Regions from separate parts of the Anas platyrhynchos genome. Here region 2 is linked to region 1. A link is a contact called in public Hi-C data. All regions are on one chromosome and are shown on one strand. The core of a region is the stretch at or near the end of the contact, and the rest is flanking DNA. Distances in the headings are between cores, read along the strand shown.

Region 1 (5,422 bases), core at 1,098-3,597:
ACATGAGCCGGCCCCACGGTCTCCGGGGGGCTGGTGAGCCGCAGCTTGCTCAGGATCTGCCCCCGAATGGCTTCCACCCGCTTCTTCTTGATGTGGTCGAGGTCCAAGGTGGTGCAGGAGGACAGCGCGAGGCTCACGGTGGCGAAGCTCAGCAGCGAGAGCAGCACCAGAGCCCTTTGCACGTACATCTTCATGGGCGAGGGGGCGGCGGCGGCCCCCGGGAGAGCCCCCCGGGCGGCGGCGGCGGCGGCGAGCGGGCGCGGGGGACCGGGCGGTGCTCCGGCGGCAGCCTCCCCAGATCCCGCGGGCTGAGGCTTGGCGAGGAGGTGCATGAACTCACCGCGCCGAGCGCCGCTCACGACTTCCAGGAAGAGCTGGCAGCGCTCCGCGAGGAGAAGCGGCGGCGGGCGCCGTGCCTCGCCGCGCCGGGCTCCTTCCCCATGCGCCGCCCCGCGCCCCGCGGAGCCGGGAGCGCCCCGCCGCGCCGCGCCGCCGCACGTGTCAGCAGCAGCAGCAGCAGCAGCAGCAGCAGCAGCGGCCCGAGCCGCCCCGCCGCCGCCGCCGCCGCCGCGGGGGGAGAGCGGCGCCCGCCCCTCTCGCTGCACCATTCATGCCCCCGCCGCCACCGGCATCGCCCCGGCGGCACCGGCGGCACCAGCAGCGGCCGGGCTGCCCCCGCTGTCCCCCGGCCTGCCCTCCGCCGCGCACTGCCCCTCCGCCGGCCTCGCCGCCGCCGTTTTATACCTCCCTCCCATGACGTCCCCGGGACGGGGCACCGGGGGGGGAGCTCCAAGCCCGGCCTTCGCCCGCAGCACCGCGGCTACGGCGCTCCCCGCCCGGCCGCCCTCCGCCGCCCCCCACCCCGACCACCGCCCGCCGGGGCCCCCCGCACGGCCGGCGGCACCGGGCACCCCCCCCACCCCGAGCCCCGCGGCCGGGCCCCCCGGCGGCGGGGCGGCACCGGGCGCCCTCCGACGTGGCCGCCGCAGAAGCCGCGGCGGCGGAGTTCGGGCGCCCCCCGCTGGAGCCGGGCGGGGAGCGGCCGGGCCGAGCCCTTCGCGGTGGTCCCCGGGGGCGCCGCTCCCGTTAACCGAGGGAAAAGCGGCCGAAAGCGCCCCCCCGAGCTCCCCGGTGCGGCGTCTTGCCCTGGGGTGGCAGCCCCCAGCACCTGCCCCGCCGCCCTCCGAAAGGAGCCAGGAGACAAAATGTTGGCCCCCTGCCCACCCTGGGGCTGCCCAGAGAACTCGTCCGTCCTCTGCCCCTGCTCCACGGGGCCTCTCCGGGAGGTGGGATGTGTCCCTTGGCCTCACCTTCGCTTGGGGACCTCCTGGGGATGAGAGGTCTGGGGATTTGGGGTGGGTCAGGGGCTTCGTGCCCACTGGCTGCCTTCCCAAAGAAGCTGGGGGGTGAGTTGTGAAGGTGCGGGGCTGGAAACACCAGGGCATGCCTGGGGTCCTGCTGTGGGGGGAGCACAGCTCCGGGTGGAGACACCGAGTGTGGAAGAGGTGCGGTGGAAATCCACGGGGTGGCTGGGAACGCTGGGTTTGAGCAGCGTTCACACGCAGGCTGTGTGACCCTTCAGAGAGGAGACTGAAGGGCGAGCTGGACATGGCTTGTCTGTGCTTTGGGGGAGGTCAATTTGTGAAAACAGTTCCGCAGAAGACCGAGCAGACGAAGGTGGAACAAGGTCTGGTGGCTCCAAAGTGACTGCAGGGAAACCAAGACTGCAAATTCTGAGCACTGCCGTTAACTGTCCGTGGGATGGGGATGGGGATGGATGTTTCTAGTGCTCATGAGATGCTTCTGAGATGAATTCTGGATGCTTCTCCACTCTGGGAACTCCTCTATCCAACGCGTTACGTTGCTAAATGCGGTAGAACTGATTGCTTTGCACTGCAGCAATCCATTTGCTCCAGTGCCACATGGTGAGTTATTAGTTAAGATGGAGATAAGTGCAGGAATTATAAGAGATTATGAAAGGAGCTCCCCAATGGCTGGTCCTGGGCCCAGTTTTCATTAATGATCTTGGCACGCTGAAATGAATGTGCTAATGAAATTGGCTGTTTGTCCAAAGTCGGGAGGCTTTGTCAATACAGGGGAGGACTGGGATATCCTACAGGAGGGGGTGGTAATTCTGATGGCTGAGATGGAAAAAATGGGATGACGTTCAATAGCAGAAAATGCGAGATTATGCTGCTAATGGCTGCGAGCTGACTTTGCCCTTGTGGATTAACAGTGGGGTCTTACTGCTTGGGAACAGTAGCACAGAAGAAGGATGTGGGAGCAGTGCCGGTTCCAGTATCAGGCTGCTCACTTCCCGCTCACTGTGTTGGTCTTTGTAGGTTGTGAGGAGGTGGAAAAGAAGCTCCATGGTCTGACACACGCTGGAACCACTGCTGGTGGCTGCAAAGAGCAATCGCCAACAGTTTGCACATCTTGGACGTGCTGGGATCCAGCTGGGCTGAGGGAGAGCCTGACAGGGCTACCGAGCACGTGAGTATCAGAGGAAATATTTCACACTTGGCAACCCTGCTGGGGGTTTGTCAGTCTGAGCTGGGGCTGATGTAACTCGAACAGCGGCTGTTCTTGTGGAGATCAAGACAGGCCAAAGTGTGGGCCTTTTCTCTCCTTTCAGAGGGAGGAATCTCGTTTTTGAAACTTCACAACGGTAGGATATACTGGCCCAGAATCTGTGTGAGTAACAGAATATTCATAGTTTTTCCCCTCCACCAAAAACCCTGAGAGATGGAGTACGTATTTTCAAGTGCTTAGAGAAAAAAATGCAAAAAAAAAAAAAAAAATCAAAGTGAGGTGCTTGGAGCTGCTAGGGTGGTGCTAGGGTGGAGCAAGCTACCATTTGCTTGGCTCTTTGCTTCCCAGTGGGAGCTTAACATTTAGGGTGAACTGTCCTGTGCCAAAACCAGGAGTCTGGCCAGCTGCCTTGTGCGAAGGGTGAGGAAGAAAGGCGCAGCGCTCTGTGTCACTGCTTGCTCCTAGAGGTGCCCTGCATCCTATAAATTCTGCAGCTGACTGCGAGCTGCTTGACAAAACCTTTAGCTGCTCTGAATAAGGTTGTCATTGTTCGCTCCCACTGTAGTGCTACCATGTGGGCTTTCCACCATGGCTCTAGCTTTAACTGCACGTGTGTGCACTTGCTTTAAAAGTGGTCTAGGACCAGAAGCATGTGGCAATGCTCAGGCGTGATTGCTTTCCCAGGCTCTCCAGGCTTTCTCTTAGGCAGAAGGAGGACTAGACACAAGCTCTATTCATAGGTCCAGGCAAGAAGTAATCAACAGCAAAAGGTGCTAGCGGGGGACTCTTAGTCCTATTCTGTGTGATTGCATTTGGGTTGAAACCAGATGGATGGAGTCCATGCTTAGGTGTGAGAACTTGTATGTGAAAGGAATGCTTACGTAGTTCTTGCTGTTCAGAGCAGAGGGGGTGGCTGCACTTTGATTTATAGCGGGGACAAAACCGAACAAGTAAGGCAGGGTGAGAGTTGAGAATACACTGGAAAAGAGAAACCCAGCCACCACAGACCTAAGCTGAACAAAAAGCAAGTGCAGAAGGTGGTTTTAGACAGCCACGGAAGGAACAGAGGTTTGTCCTGTTCATTCTTTCTCCTTCTTGGTTGAGTAGGGGCTGGTCTAGGTCCAGGATCAAACACAGGGGGGAATTATGCTGCTCAGAATGAGTGACACCAACATTTAAAGCAAGTAAGACCCATTTTAACCACAGCACAGAACGAGGGATGAAAACTCTTTCTCCTCTGTTGCCTCCCCCAAGCAGGCAAAAACATATCAGCGCGGGTGACAAAGCCCATTCTGAGGAGTGGATGTGTCTGTGTGGGGACACGGAGAGGAGCAGGGCAGGAGGGATTTTAGGCTTCATTCTTTCTACATATCTGCTCTTCTCTCCCAGGGAGGATTTCTGAAGTCACAAGTCAAAGTTCTGGGGCAAGGCTCAGTTCTGCTACTGCTCAGCTGTTTTCTTTCCCGCGTGTGGCCTGTTTCCATCACCCTCCTTCAGTCAGCCTGAGGCTGGTGTCCCTGCAGTGGGCAGCACCCCGCGTCTCTGGGAGGGGCTGGGGTGTGCTGGTGGGGTCATGCCTGGGGTGGGGACCAGGGAGAGATCTCGAGGAGAGGGCTGGGAAGGGACAATTCGGGATGAGCCAACCCATGGGTCCTGCTGTTTTGTGATCTGTCAGCTCGAGGCGGCAGCCTCCTCTGCTCCTGCCCTTCCTCTGGTAGCAGCACCCCACCAGCCACCAGTTTGGGGTCCCAACTGCCCAGGGCCTGCTGCTTTAGCAGACGTTGCTGTGGGTACAATCACGCTGCTCAGGTGCCATTTGCTGAGCAAGAAGCCAGTTGTGATGGCACACCTTCACTCACACATCCCACAGTTGCTGGTGCGACCCGGGGCTGCAGTCTGGCCTGGGGATGCGGGGCCACATTCCCGTGTGGTAAAACACAGGGCTGGGGGAGCAGCGCCCGCTCCACGGACGGGCACCCGAACCCGTATAATCAAAGAAGAGCCGAATATCTGGAAGGTGATGATTTCGCACAGCCGGCTGCGGGGCTGCGGTGCCGGTTGGAGGCCGGTGGGAGGCCGGCGGGGCGGGGCGGCCCGGGCCGGAAACCCCGGCGGCGGCGGCGGCGGATGGAGGCCGAGCGGCAGCGGGCGGCGGCGCCGCGCCGGCCGGGGGTGAGCGGGGCCGGGGCTGGGAGCGGCCCCTTCGGCCGGAGCTGCCCCGTGGGTAACCGTGTGCTCCTCCCCTCTCTGCCGCAGGTGCCGAGGATGGGCCGCAGGGCACGCCAGGAGCTCCCCCCCGCTGAGAGCGGCAGCAGGAAGAGTTCCTCCTCTGCGTCTGCCGGAGAGGTGGGTGGCCCCCTCCCCGTGCAACCGGGGGTGTCTGCCGGCCCCGACCCGGCCCCACGGGGAGTCTCCCCTACGGGGTGCTTTGCCCGGTGGAGTTTATCCTGAGTCAGCACCCAAGAGGCAGCCCTGCCCCTTCCCCCTGCTGCCTTCCACACAGGCTCTTCCCTGCGGCTGTGGTTTCTCAGGTGCATGGAGAGTTGCACCAAGCAGCCCTGGGGCCTCTCCATCCCCTACATATCTCCCACGGGTATCAAAATAAGAGCAGAGTGATTGCTTTGTTACCACTTTTGCCTTCTTGGTGGTTACTACCACCATCCGTGGTAGTGAGGCAGAGTGCAGGTGAGCAGATGCCTTTCCTTTCAACTTCGCTTTTGCTGGAGCCAGAGTACAGCTCCTGGTGGTCACCATCAGGTTTGTACAGCAACATTATTTTTCCTTCCGTCCATGCACAGCCACAAAGGTCATGCTAGGAGCCAGCTTTGCAGCATGAGACTTTGTCTCATGGGCAGTCATGTGCAAACTCAGTTCCTGCTTGGCTCTGGAG
Region 2 (5,422 bases), core at 1,428-3,927, 130 kb before region 1:
GTCAGTAGAGATCCTGTTGTTTTATTCCTTTATTGGATTTTAATCATCCCACTAGTGTGAATCCTAAGAAGTCAGGGAAGAGTCACAGGGAGTCCCATTTAGCATCAGAGCAGGGTGGAGGGAAGCATTGTTCTTTACAGCATACTCTCTAGAGCTGTGCACTTATTCTCTATCCTCAGAGATGAGTCCTATCCCCAGAGATAAGGCCTATCCCCTTCCCTTTTGCAAATAATATTCTGAAATTTTCTCAGGGTGTTTTTCTTAATATTTTTACCTACATTTCCCGTTTCTTAAGGTCATCCCATTCCTTCTAAAAGCTTCCCTCCCTCTACTGCTCCCATGGCCTGCTCAGTCTGATGAGTGACCAACCTCTGGAGAACTGTGCCAGTTTGAATGACTCTTGGATGTGGTGTCATCTTTCCATGGCTCAGGTTTTTGCTGAGTGTTTTCATTTCAGTCTGTGTTTCATACAAAGTTGCTCCCTCTTCCCCACCTTTGCCAGGTCTGCTGGGAGTAAATGCATATGCGGAGCAGAATCCAGGTATATCCTTTAAGGGATACATTACCTGTGATACTGAGCTTTCAGTTACACTACTGATAGCAGCTGAGCCCATCCTGCAAATGTTGCCAGGGAACACGTAAATGATGGAGGAAGGGGTTTGAATTTGGCTTTCAGGTGGAAGTAGACGTTTTCCCCATCATGTGTATGCATGGCTGGCCGATTACTTGTACCATACATTTTCAGTCAGCTCTGTAGATATAGCTATTAATATTGATAACTCCTGCTCCCTCACCCCTCAAGTACAAGACGTGTGCTCATAGGTAAACTGCTGAGCAATGCAAGGAGGTTGCTCTGTAACTGTCTGTCACAAGGCTTCTTGCACCTTTCTCTGATGCATCTGGTTCCGGTCATATGGAGGCAGAATGCTAGCTGGAAAGTGCTGGCCATGTCTGGACTGGCGAGTTTTTTTGTGCTCTGGGATGCTTATGTGCACTTAGACATCCCCATATTATGTTGCTTCCACTTAGTCTTCCTCTGGCACAGAAGTTCGCATCTGAATTTGCTTGCATGATCCTTTGTAATTATTCAGGCCCCTGCATGTCATCAGCTGAACATGAAAAATAGTAATTGTATGCCTAAATCGAACTCTCTAGTTAAGTGGTTTGTACTAGATGTTCTCTGGGACAGGGATTACCAAAGGTTTGCGTGGGTTTGCTGAGGTTTTGGTGTGTTTGCTTGTGTTGCCTTTGAGGGGTGGGAGAGGCTGCGCTATCATCCTTACTAATTTTTCAGACTATGGCTCCAGTGTTTACTCACTCCCTCTTCCTCTCACTTTTCTATTGCTTGTCCTTGAAAACAGAAACTAAGTGTGTTGTTCTTTCTATTGCATGACTCATCCCAAACCCAGTGTGGGATCCAGGTCTCTATCTAACGTGCATCTTTTCTTGCCCTTTGCTGCATGTCTCAGCTTCTTGTTCCTGAGCTCTGTTTAGGGGTTTATACAGGAGCCAGAGAGAGCTTCCTTACTGAAACTGGAGATTATCTGTAGGTCAGCAGGACAGGAAAATATCGCCGATTATATCATTTTGAAATAATTTGTAAATCATGGTTTGGGAACAGCTGCTTTAGAGGAAGGTGCAACATCACAGAACAGTTATATCATGGAAGTCCACAAGAAAAAATTTTGTACTTCAGTGGTTGTGGCTTATACCCTGTAGTTTAAGGGCTCACCTCACTAGCACGCTCTTGTTTAATCCTTCCTAATACTCTGAGTGGGTGGTGATCAGACTCCAGCTGACTTGTGCTGATGTGCTTGCCACATGTTTCTGCTTACTTGCACTGTACTTATTTTCTTATCATACTCATTTGTGAGCACTTTTGCAGTAGGATATTTATGCACGTACATGTTCCTGCTTGCATGGATTTCCAAACAAACATTGCTTTATCATCCATAGGCTCTCATGTGCTTTGATTCACAAAGGTATCTGTCCATATACATATACTCATGCTTTTCTAGATATCATGTGCTGCTTCACAATCTACTTTTTTTTCCCCCTTCCCTCCCCTCCTTGCAGCACTGATGGCCAATGTGGAAGACCTGATTATCAAGACTGTAGTTTCTGCTGAACTGGCGATTGCTACAGCTTGTAAGACTTTTCTTTCACATCGTGGCAGCTGTTTTGGTAAGGAACTAGGGACATGTTTGTTGACTGGCTCTTGAGTTCTGTTTGAAACTTCCATCTTTCCAGTGCTACATGGAGACTTGCATTTCATATTGCAAGGAAGCCTGATTCTGTGTTTTTTTCTCAGTATAGGCTTCTGAGGTTGGAGGATGTCGAATCACAATTGCCCCTGTGCCTGCACCATTCATTAGAGTTTCATGCTAGAAAAGGGGATGGTGAAAAGAGACTTGAAAGGGAATTGGAGAAGTGCTGGAAAGTTGAAGTAACTGACCCACTAGTGTCCTTGCAAAGGATGGCTGTGGATAATGAAATATCCCCTCAGAGCATTTCATACTGTGGGCAAGATGGCTCAATGCAGTTCTGAGTTAGAGCCCTACGTGGGTCTGAGGGTTAAGGAAGAAATGTGTAATGCAGTTCCTGGAATGACAGTGGTGGTAATGCCTCTTGGGCTTGTACTTGTGCAAGAGGACCGCATGGCGGCGTCAAAGCTTATTTCTGGCAGAAGCTGGATGCAGAGCTATGTGCTGGCAAAGGGATTTGAGAACTTGCTGGCAGCAGATGCTGGGAAGGGGTCCAGAAAGCAGCGGCTGGTACCAGAGTGTGCCTTCTCCTGCTTTCCAGTGGCTGCTTCCCAACCTTCCCTAAAGAGGCCTCCTCCTGCTCTTAGCTGCCCTCCGCTCACGTGGAAGCACGCACAAGGGAGGAGTCTTGGGGCAGGGGAAAAGAGTCTAGAATGTGTTTTGGTCAGTGCTTAAACCAAAGACCAAGCTTAGCTTAGGCTATTCTGTGTTTGGGTGTTGGGACTTCTGTTTAAACTAGCTGTGGCAGGTAAATCAATTTGTGTGGTCTTTGCGTTGCATTTGGGTGTTTATAGCCGTACAGCCTGCTACACTAACGTAACTGCTGTCCTCTTTGGATTCCCTGCGCTGATGAGTCATGGTCAAGTACCAAGGAGAGGCCACGGCTGATCAGCTACCTGCCAAATCAGCTACCTCTCAGTCCTTAGCTTCTCCTCAATGACTCTGCCTTTGTTCAAAGTTGGAAAACTGTAGCATACATGGGGGCTTGAGTTAGATGAGCTCTTTAGTGAAGTAATAGTTTAGCAGCTACTCCAGAAATATCAACAACTGGATTAAAAACAAAAACAACAAAAATCCTTCTTAACTGCCTCTTTTTTCATTCTCCCATTTTCCTCTCTGTCGTGTCTCTAGATTCCACTGAGCTGTGTATGTGGAAACTAATGTTCCTCATGTACTTTCTGCTGGGCCTGGCTCTGAGGTTATCCCACTTCCTGCTGCCTCCCCAGGGCTGCACTAACCACCCTCTCAAATGCTCCCCCACAAATAAACTGTTTTGTTCCATTTGTTTCAGTGTAAACATAAATTAAGAGCTTCCCAGGAAAGAGAGCTTAAGCAGGAGCCATACTGCTTCCCTAGGGAGCCTGAGGCATTCCCAGAGCTCTGTACTTTTTGCCACCTTCCCCCACGAAGAAGTGGTGGTCCTTATCCCAAGGATTTGAGCTGCCCTTGTCATGCTGTTTGGCTTGTTCTTCATCTCCTTGTCTTGTTCTGATGCCACTTTTAACCCTGTTGTAAAAAAATTAAAAAGGCAATTTTTCTAGTCAGAATGGCTGAGTTCAGCTGTTAACATGAGGAAGAAAACTGGGAATGAAGATTTCAAGGCAGCATGCAGAGGCTCCCAGGAGCCTTTTTCTTCATTCTAGGCTGTGAACAATGAAGCTGCATGTGTGTCCTGAGAGAGATTGATCACTTACAGAATATCTCAGACTTCTGAAACATGTTTCTGAGGTTCAGATACAGAAGTAGCTTTTATTTGAAAAGATTATAGAAAAACATGAGTAACTTAATGTGTATTCTGCTGTAGTCTTTATAATGCTGTTGTGGGAGATAGGACTATAGCACAATTACCACCTTCTTCCTAAAAATTAAATCAGAAATAATGTGTTTAGATTACACTGTCAACTTTATTTCTGTAACAGTTTAGATCTGTCATTGTGCTTCATTCTTTTCCCAAGTAAACTTTTTTTACGTAGTATACATTTCTTTTAGATTTGAGGGAAGAGACTCATGCCATGGCTTCTTCATGTTCTAAAACAAGACTGGTGAGACTGTCTGTATGGTTCCAGCTGCCCATGCTTGCCTAGAAAGTGAGAGTGGTAGGTCAGAATGATTCTTTTCTAATGTTAAAGTGTGGTACTGCTCAAAATTTGTGGAAAGATTGTAGTGAGTCCCCTTTTGGTTATGCAATGTTAGCTGTTTACTGCATTTTAGTAAAAATTGATTCTCAAAGGACTTGTGATGCTCACAAGTTTTGTTCTTTGAAAGTGCATCACAAAGTAGTGTAAGTACCATGTGCTTTTGTTGCAAGCTTGTTCGTACATTGATAATAGCAACATGAACTCAGGTCTTTATTTTTTTTCCCCCTTTGATTAGCCAATAATTCCTCCTTTAAAATAAGGCTGCAAGTAAGTATGCTTTACCAGTTGTTCCTGAAAAGGGCTTGCTGCAGTACTCTGAATCAGTGCATCATCCTAAAACTGGTCACCAGTTGAGTTATTTGCTGCTGCTGGAGCCTTCTTTAAGAGAAACTGGATTTTGCACTGACTGAATTTTTTTGCACACTGGATTTTTGCATCTTGGTGTGAACAGGAGGTGCAGGGGGCATACATGTAATCAAGATGACTAAAGACTGCATTGTTCTCTCCTGGAGTAAGCACTTCTGGGTGGGCTAGAAAAGGCATTGAGGACTCCTTTCAGACAGTCTGAAAACTCTCTCCATAGGATTGTTCAGTGGTAGATGGAATGAAGGCAACTGGGTGCAGCATTTGTTTATGCCAGCATTTGGTGTAGTACCACTTTGTGCACTCACTGAAACATGAGACTGGAGAAGCAATACATTAAGTCCCTTGTTTCACTCCCTGCTCTAGCCAACCCAACAGTGACACCACTGAGCTCTTCAGTCAAGAAGGCAGGGCAGGCTAGAATATTGTGCATGTTTCTTGATCCCACCAAAGCATTACTGAGCACCCATCTTAGCTGCTTCTTTGTCCTAAGGGTGAAATTGGCCAGGCTTATGCTACTAATCTACATGAATATGGAATGGAGCATATAAAATATTGTACTACTTGTGTGGTGCTGACCTGGAGCTAAACACTTAAAAAGTCTTAATTTGTATCTAATCACCAGTCTTCAACCATCTACATTACTGCTCTTTGTGA

The links. Hi-C and Micro-C count contacts between places; a contact is called where the count stands out from the background.
Region 2: a Hi-C map of subcutaneous adipose tissue shows a contact between it and region 1, with 2.8 times the contacts expected there. The contact joins the enhancer-like site here to the promoter of IFT43 in region 1. A contact is called at or near these places in 7 of 8 Hi-C or Micro-C datasets (F1 follicle, F5 follicle, liver and 3 more).

What each region holds. Positions count from the first base shown.
Region 1 is chr5:23,841,106-23,846,527 of IASCAAS_PekinDuck_T2T, reverse strand. It overlaps IFT43 (intraflagellar transport 43), which reads left to right and starts at 2,347. Exons shown (of 10, transcript XM_072038439.1): 1 at 2,347-2,493; 2 at 4,789-4,878. The coding sequence starts at 4,798. TGFB3 (transforming growth factor beta 3) reads right to left here and starts at 793. Exons shown (of 7, transcript XM_038180222.2): 1 at 1-793. The coding sequence starts at 608.
Region 2 is chr5:23,970,071-23,975,492 of IASCAAS_PekinDuck_T2T, reverse strand. It overlaps TTLL5 (tubulin tyrosine ligase like 5), which reads left to right. Exons shown (of 33, transcript XM_038180219.2): 11 at 2,077-2,184. Among named protein-coding and RNA genes, the nearest start is that of TTLL5, 25 kb to the left of the region's middle. Within about 2 kb of position 2,677, at least 4 of the 8 cell types and tissues checked have an H3K27ac peak or open chromatin away from gene starts, as enhancers often do. A contact at or near this core is called in subcutaneous adipose tissue, where this site is marked.